Linked DNA regions of Mus musculus: region 2 is linked to region 1. Evidence: chromatin contacts called from public HiChIP or PLAC-seq data. All regions are on one chromosome and are shown on one strand. Each heading gives the region's core, a stretch centred on a gene start, on an enhancer-like site or on the middle of the called end of the contact. The rest is flanking DNA. Distances are from core to core; before and after follow the strand shown. Region 1 holds the start of Mosmo (modulator of smoothened). Region 2 overlaps Eef2k (eukaryotic elongation factor-2 kinase).

Region 1 (4,240 bases), core at 1,633-4,132:
ACCGATCAATAACTTTTCATCTTGGAGACAGTTCTGCGAGAACCAACCTACCAGACAAATTGCCATTTGATCCCTGGGTGTAAGCTAACCTCTGGATTTGACTGTTGTCTTCTCCCACCCTAAGAATCCCAGGCACAAATATGCAACATAGCTGCCACTCTCTCGGCCCACGCAGTAAACCTGACTGAGAGAGGAAGTGTGTTCATTATCCTGTCAGGCCAAAGATGCTCCTTCAAGTGCAGAGTAATGGCACGGTTTCTTCCCGTTTTCCCTGAAGTCCCATCTGGAGTCAGCTTCTTCCGAGCTGAGTCCTACCATCTATCACAAGAAAGCACGCCACAGTCTCATCCCTTTAACAGCCACCGTATGGCTATTTCTGTCTTTAGCCTGCCAGCACAGAGCCCTCCTGGGGGCCGTCTATGTTCTTCTGGGTCTCCAAGGACTCTCCACCGTAAGGGGCATGGTGGCTCATCTCCGAATAGAAAGATCCCAGCTGTTTACTCAGGTGAGTGATGAGATGCCTCTGCTGCACACAAGGTCTGTTCAGGAGGAGAGGAAAAAGAGGCTCAAAGCAAGGACATGGACTTCTCAGTTCAAGTTAGCAGCAGGGCTGGAATTAGCACATACTTCTCCATCATTTTGCTCTCCCCCCACCCCACCCCCTCATTGCCCCTCAGTTTTGCTTCTGTTAAAATGTAGGTAGAGCTGTAGAGAAGGGAACTGTGTTGTCCTGTTACTGCAGAGACATGGGACTCTGAATTATCAGCGCGATTGGAGACAAACAGAGCGTGCGGCTAAAATGGGAAGTGGTGGGAACTGTGTGAGCACTGTGCTTGCCTCCTAATTACTATGCCTGTCTTACTTGTAGGAAAAGACCAGGTGAATCGCTGTTATCTACAATGATACGAAACCCCTGGAGAAGGATGGAGAATGTTTTTTAATCCTTCTAACACACATACACTCATACACACCCACGCAAGCACACACGAATACATACACACACACATGTACACACATGCACACACACACATTTTAATCACAGGTCTAGAATCTTGAATAGAAGAATACATATACTTCAAGATGTCCTGGTAAATACTGTTGGGGTAAAAGGAAGAATTTATACATTTTTTTTTCAAACTCAAGAATTAAAGTATCGTCATCCCACAGAGCTGGAGTTAAAACAGTCGCAAACTGTTCCAACATTTGGCCTTGATCAGTTATGAACATCAATGGGTATTAGTCAGGAATCCTCTCTGTTATAGTTACAGCTCCTTTTATTCTGGACAATCAAAACAGCAGATAAGCCAAAACTAAGCCGGGCGGTGGTGGCACACGCCTTTAATCCCAGCACTTGGGAGGCAAGGCACAGGCAGGCAGATTTCTGAGTTCGAGGCCAGCCTGGTCTACAAAATGAGTTCCAGGACAACCAGGGCTATACCCTGTCTTGAAAAAACAAACAAACATAAACAACAACAACAACAACAACAAAGCCAAAACTATGGCTCCTTAGAACTTCCCCAGTCTTTAGAACAAGAAAGGGAAGAGCTACTGCAGCAACTGATAGGCATTCTATCTGGATCCCCAGGAAACATGAATTACCTGAGTCAGTGTCAATGGCAGAGGAAAAATAAATTATGTAATTAAATATGCACTTTTAAAAAAATACTTGCCCCAAGAGACCAATGTTTGGGCTGAAAAGTCTTTAGACCAGCAATCAACTCCATTTTCCCCAATCTACGTGGTGGCACTGGTGCCCATTACGAAAGGATGCTGGATTTGGTGGAATTTGAAACCTCCTGAGTTTTGTGGACATGTAGGCATCCCAAAAATAGAGACAAAAGTCGCTCTTCTAGGTCTTTCTAGAGATAGCTTAGGTGGTACTTAAGTAGAAAAATCATCTCCATTTGCTCTATGGAGTGCTAAGAAAGAGATGGATATAAAGTCAGGGTTAATGGTGATTTAGCAGAGAGCCACGGTGGAAGGAAACCTCCAGGGGGTAGCAAAATCGTAGACAAATCCTGTTATTATAACAATTCATATTATTGTTTCCTGTTTATGCACTAAATCTAAGGCTCTCCCCACAACCTTACTCTGTAAATATCACTAAACACCTGGTAGGGGCAAACTAACAAACATTTCAGGTTATTCTTCATCGCTTTCTCTGTTATCAGCAAGTTCTTCCTTCTGTCTGCAAAACACACACATCTGCTCATTTTTCTCTTTCTTGACTACCATAACTAAAAACCACAATTCTCTGTCTTAGACTGCGGGGCCATTTCTGGTGTCCCTACATTCGCTGCCCCTCCCCCCATTATAATCTATTTATACCACAGATCTTCACAAACCAAATAAGGTCATGTCACTATCCTGGTCGAAAATCCTCCAGTTCCTTCCCATTGCATCTGGAACAAAATCCAAATACACATTTGGTGAATTTAAAGACAGGATCTCCCTGTTTAGCCTAGGTTGTCATGGAACTGGTGTCTTTCCAGCTTCCGCTTCCCGAGAGCTGGGATTCGTAGGCGCGTGCCCACCCCGAATGCCACCTCTGGCCTCTGCCTACCTTTTCTCCTGCCACTCACTCTCTAGTCACACGGGCCGTTCTGCAGGTCCCTGAACCTGACATCCACTTTCTCTCTCCCCAGTGACTGTTTCCTTGTCTCTGGAACAGTCTGCACCTAATTCTCACTGGACAAATCTTTAAGATCTCAGGGGTCTCCGACCCGAACCACCGTAGCAGCCCCGAGCGCCGGGCTGAGCCGACGCCCCCTCGGGAAGGCTCTGCAGGGCAGTCCTGGGCGCCGCCGGCCGGCGCGCGGTTTCGCTTCCGGGTGAGGGGCGGGCGGGCCGAGCAGTTCCGGGGCGGGCGGCGGCTGCGGGTCCCGGCGCGGAGGGCGCGAGCGCGCGGCGCGGGCCGAGGGCCGAGGGCGGCGGCGCGGGGACCCCGGGGCCCGGCGGCCCATGGGGCGCGAGGAGTGAGGCCGCGGCCTGCCCTGCGGTGGGGGGTGGGGGGAGCGGGGCGGGGCGATGGATAAACTGACCATCATCTCAGGATGTCTCTTTCTGGCCGCCGATATCTTCGCCATCGCCAGCATCGCCAACCCGGACTGGATCAACACCGGGGAGTCGGCGGGTGAGCGGCGTGCGCGGGCCGGGAGGGTGGCGGTCCCCCGGGTCGGCGATCCCGAGGGTTAAAGGTCGGCGCCGGGGTGGGGGGGCCGGCGGAGGCTGTTTGCCGTGGCTCCCCCTTTCCCCTTTGAAGTGTCTGTGGTTATAGTCTTTGCTTTATTTTTAGGCCTGGGGGGAGCTATAATAATACTAATAATAAACTTCATTTTATGGAGCATCTTTCATTCCAGCGCATCTCACGCACACACGCGCGCGCTGGAGATATCTTAATAGTAGTTAGAAAATTAAATAACACATTAGAGTCGCAGGCAGCCCCAGAGGCAGTGCCTGCTGGAACGTTGGCGCTGGAGGCGGGTGTCTGTGTGTGTGTGTGTGTGTGGGGTGTCCTCAAGAAAGAGGCGGGCATCTTTCCGAAGGGTATCCCAGGTGAATGCGCTGGCAGGGTTCTCAGCTCCAGCCCTCCCTTGCTTCTCTCTTTCTCACCTAGACCTGCGAGACCAAACCTTTAATTAATGTACACAGCTGTCAGGAGAACTGCTCAGAATTAAGGAACGGTCTTGTATTTGAACTGCTTGTTCAGCGAAGGTGAAGGGGAATGAGGAGTGGGACCCTTCAAATGATTTCTTATAAAATGTATCGTTGTGCTGTCAAACTTCTTAAGTGCCGCATAGGGTTCTCAATTTATCCAGCAATATTTTTAGCTCTTAAAACAAAACAAAACAAAACGGTAGCTGGGACATTTGTTGCTTTCTTCTTCCTCTCTAACCTAGACCTAGTAACACAAAATCATGCTGCCAGATGTACTGGTTATTAACATAACACTGAAGAATTCCACTTGTCTTGGCTGTAGAGTTTTAGCAGAGCTGTTAATTGTAACACATAAAAAGAGAGTTTGGGAATCATGTGGAGTTTGGTAATACCTGTGGGCTGTTTCTGAAAGTGTTGCTGACTCCAGACAGTGTACTTGACTATATGTGTGAACAGACATTCAGTTCATTATCACCGTTGTTTTTACTCTGACTGTATGTGTAGAGACTCCTTTGTGAGACTTTCTAAGTATCACATGCTTAGGAGCAAAGAAAGGTTCGCACTGTTGAGTAGAGAGATCCTT
Region 2 (4,275 bases), core at 471-2,970, 190 kb after region 1:
GTGGGGGGGGGCTGGGTGTGCTCTGTGTGAGGGCTTGGGTGTGCTCTGTGGGAGGGCTTGGGTGTGCTGTGTGGGAGGGCTTGGGTGTGCTGTGTGGGAGGGCTTGGGTATGCTCTGTATGTGGGGGTGATTGTATGTGCTGTGTACAGTGGGGTTTAAGTGTACTCTGTCATCACACATATGTGAAAGTCAGAGGATAACGTGTGGGAATCTGTTCCCCCTTCTCCAATATGGTCCCAGGGTTTGAGCTCACTGTCAATTAACTTCACCCACTGAGCTGTGTGCCTCTGCCCTCTATTCTCCCCTCCTTTAAAAAATATTTATTTACATGCATGGGTGTTTTGTCTGTTCTGTATCTGTGCACCATGTGGTCAAAGGAGAACATTGGATCCCTTTAGAACTCAAGTTATAGATGTTTGTGAGCTACCATATGTATGCTGATGCTTGAACCCAGAGCCGCAGGGAGAGCAGTCAGTGCTTTAACCACGGAGCCAGTCTTCCTTTTTTGAGACAAGGTCTTGCCACTTGCTGGCTGACTTTGAACTCAGGAGCCCTACCCCCACCCCGCTGAGGGGCTAGAGCTACTTTTGCATGCCACTCTTCCTGACTCCTTCCTCTTTTTTATGGCAGACCTTCAGCACCTGTAAAATTAACTCGCCTACTCAGCAGGTGAGATTTAAAATTGTTTGAACTAGAGAATATTGCACTGGTGGAGACTTGAGAATCATCTCATTGCTGGGAGTGTGTTAGCATGTGTGAAGCCCTGGGTTCATTCCTAGCAGCATCAACAGAGACTCATTTTACGTTAGTTTTGTTTGTTGACTTTGGTTTACACTTGCATGGCTGACAACATAGTTCAACAGAGACTCATTTTACGTTAGTTTTGTTTGTTGACTTTGGTTTACACTTGCATGGCTGACAACATAGTTCAATGGTAGAATGCTTGCCTGGCATGCATGAGGTCATAGGTTCAATTCCCAGCAAAACATATGAGCGCATGTGCATACACACATACACTCACTCTCACACAAAGACACACACACACACACTCCCATATACACACTCTCATACAAGTACATGGACAGACAGTGAGAGAGAGAGTCTGAGACGGAAACTACACATGGCAATCCTGGATTATGTTCTCATTGTAAAAATTATGTAGAAAGTTGTCCTGGCCTGATAGTAAATCTATCACACCAGTGACAGTGAGTGCAGGCAGTCGCCCCTGATGATTGTCATCTCAACTACCTTCTGGTGGGAGTAGAGATCTATTCTGGGCACAGGGGCCATGAAAGACATTGGACACCGGTACCCAACATCTTCATTCTTACTATCCATGAAAGTGCAGAGGTTCCACAGAGCCAGCTGTGATGGAATCAGAAGCAAGGGACCCAGATGTTAGCACTAGACTTTGGGTTTCTTTGTTGTTTTGGTTTTGTTGTTTTGTCCGCTGTGAGACAGCCCTTGTTGCTGGCAATGGAGTCATCATTGAAGACAGACAGCCAGAGAACCATGTCTCCACAAGTGTAGACATGCTCAGAAGGACAGACAGCCCCCATCTCCCCAGACAGACAGATGAGCCATTCCCAGAGCTGGACTGTAAGAGAGGACAGTGATGTGCCTTTTAAAGTACAGGGAATTCAGTAACAGGTTTGGATGTCAGCAAAACTGCAGAGAGTCACTCATAAGAGGGGGGGAAATGAATGCAAGCTTAACGTCTAACCACGGAGAACTGCTGAGGAGCCATTTCTGTAGCAAGAAACTCACAGTGCATTATCTACACTGTTGCAAACGTGCAAATTTTACACTTCCTTCACATAATCTCCCATTAAAACTTGAGTGACATATTCACTGCTCCTCAAATATAACTTACAAAAACAGTCTTGGGGGGCCGGGTGCAATTTCTATTTTTTTTCATTTGTCTCACTGCTGAGAGCTGAGCCCAGGGCCAAGCACTCTACTACACTGACCTGTTTCCCAGGCTCCCAGACTTTAAATCTGGCCCAGTAATTACATTGAAATCAAATATATATATATATATATATATATATATATATATCCTACTGAGATTGCATAAGTATGCAGAGTTGTCGAGACAGAAATGTTCGAGTCAGCACTGTTTGTACTGGGACATTACTGGAAGACATCCAAGTCTGATCTCCTGGAGGCAAATGCATGGGGTACACCTATACAGCTCTGTATCCCACGGTCCTGGGAAGGGTGAGGTCGGCCAGCAGTCTGTACACTTGAGCTGGGAGGGCCATCTAAGACTGAGTGTTTAGTGCAGAAAGTAGGATTCCTAACAAAGCGAGGCACATCTTAACAAAGGCAGAAAGGAAACTTGCTGAGTGTCCCTGCAAGTGTCAGCCCAGGAGGGGCTATCGGAGAACTTCCGCTTTCTGATTCAGAATTCCATAGTGCTGTGGTTTTCATGCAGAGCAGATGATCCTTTTGAGGTGGGGGCAGTTAAAACACTAAATAAAATATGAAGACTCAGGGGTCTACTTACATTTCCCAAAGGATGTAATTTATATTTGCCACGTTAGTCCAGTCTTATTTTTAAAAAATGCATAGAACAAAACTGGAAGGTACAGACCGTGCCTACTGGTGTGGGCTAGACTGTTCTTTTCTGTATTTGCCAAGTAGTTTTCCTTAATCCTAAAGTAGCTTTCAGACTGGAAGGGGAAAAAATTCTGGGCTTTGCAGAGATTGGACAGCCTCCTTTAAGGGAGCTCTGGCTCTGTGTGTGTGTGTGTGTGTGTGTGTGTGTGTGTGTGTGTGTGTGAAGTCTCAGATCCTTTCCCTGGCTTATTCTATTTTTAACAGGGTCCCCGTGAGGGGTCCATGCTAGGAGGGTGGGCAGTGTGCAGCCCTGCTGAGGCCTGGGAAGCTGGACGTCTTCCAAGGATGGCCAGGATACTGAGGGACACCGGTGGTGACAAAGGCAGTCTAAAATTGCTGTCCCCTGACTGCCCCTTCCCTATCTCAGAGCTCCTTCTGACCTGTCTCACCCAGATGATGCCCAGTCTTCTACACATTATCCTCCCCATCAGGGAGGACCCACTGGCCTGGAGGGGAGTTTGGGTCTTGGTGATTCTGGGGAGGCCACCAAGCAAAGATTTGAGTTTCTTAGGAAGAGAACACCATGGACGAAGGGTGTTGCTTCAGAAAGGGCAGGAAAGAGTCCACTTTGGTTTCCCCAAAGCAATACAATGGACTGAAGAAAGTTAAAATGGGAGGATGCTAGGTCTGTCTGTTTTCTGTAGCTGTAACAAGACAACAGAGACGGGATAGTTTATAGCTGCTGGCTGGGTATCTTGGCACACACTTTTAATCCCACCACTTGGGAGGCAGAGGCAGGCAGATCTTTGTGAGTCTGAGGCCAGGATGGTCTACATAGAGAGTTCCAGGATAGCCAGGGCTACACTATGAAATCCTGCCTTAAAAAGGAAGAAGTGGAGGAGGAGACAATTAATTAATTAATTTAAAAATTTCTTGTTAAATAGAAGTGTATTTAGTTTATAAGATTGAATCTCGGGGAGTCCAAGAGCACTATCCTGGCATCTTCCATGTGTCTGGTAAGCGTCTTGTCGGGCTGAGTCGTCATATGGCAGAGAGCATCATGTGACAAGATGCAGTGGCTGTATTAACCCCGATCTCTTCCTCTTGTCATGAAGCCACTGGTGCTCCGTGGGGCTGGGATCAGGCTCTGGCTCCCTGGCATCCTCTACTCCAGTCAACTCCCAAGGTTCCCATCTCTAAATACCATCCACGGGAGAGGTCAGGGATTGAGTTTCCACCATGGGAGGTTTGGCACACACCACAATGCCATTTAACAGCCTTTCTTCCTCTCCCTTCTCTTCCTCCTCCTCTTTATCCTCCTCATTTTTCTTTCTTGTTTTGAGACAGATCTGTGTAGTGTAGCACCGTCCACCCTGCTACTTTCTAGGATGACCTCAAACTCATGGTAGTCCACCTGCCTCAGCTTCCCAAGCGCTGGGACTACAGATGTGTACCAATATGCCTAGCTGTCTTAGCCTTCTAAATGAAGCAGTCCTTGCAGTAGCTCTTAGGTTTGGGTTGGCCAGATCACAGAATGCAGCTTGCATTAGTGTGAGAGTGAGCCTGTGTTCTGCTTCTGTGGGGGATTCCTGCATGGAGGAGCTGCTCGGAGAAGTTAAGGAATAAGGGTTCTGTTGTTGTTTTTCCCCTAGTATAGAGCTCTTTAGCGAGGTGCCTTTTACAGAGTCTGTTTGCATAGTATTGTATCAAGAA

The links. HiChIP or PLAC-seq counts read pairs in DNA pulled down with a chosen protein or histone mark.
Region 2: an H3K4me3 HiChIP or PLAC-seq map of bone marrow-derived macrophages shows a contact between it and region 1, with 2.5 times the contacts expected there. The contact joins the enhancer-like site here to the promoter of Mosmo in region 1. A contact is called at or near these places in 3 of 39 promoter capture datasets (the HPC-7 cell line, embryonic stem cells and pre-B cells), 1 of 15 datasets of contacts at CTCF or cohesin (the NIH/3T3 cell line), 1 of 484 Hi-C or Micro-C datasets (cortical neurons), 4 of 115 datasets of contacts at active chromatin or transcription factors (the SCID.adh cell line, bone marrow-derived macrophages, forebrain and 1 more) and 2 of 9 other capture datasets (adipose tissue and liver).

Annotation. Positions count from the first base shown.
Region 1 is chr7:120,674,738-120,678,977 of GRCm38.p6, forward strand. Mosmo (modulator of smoothened) reads left to right here and starts at 2,883. Exons shown (of 3, transcript NM_001164580.1): 1 at 2,883-3,133. The coding sequence starts at 3,028. It also overlaps a transcript of Pdzd9 not described here.
Region 2 is chr7:120,867,916-120,872,190 of GRCm38.p6, forward strand. The region is part of intron 2 of Eef2k (eukaryotic elongation factor-2 kinase); the gene reads left to right. All of the region lies in intron 2 of Gm15774 (a long non-coding RNA gene), which reads right to left. Among named protein-coding and RNA genes, the nearest start is that of Gm15774, 10 kb to the right of the region's middle. Within about 2 kb of position 1,721, at least 14 of the 459 cell types and tissues checked have an H3K27ac peak or open chromatin away from gene starts, as enhancers often do. A contact at or near this core is called in bone marrow-derived macrophages and microglia, where this site is marked.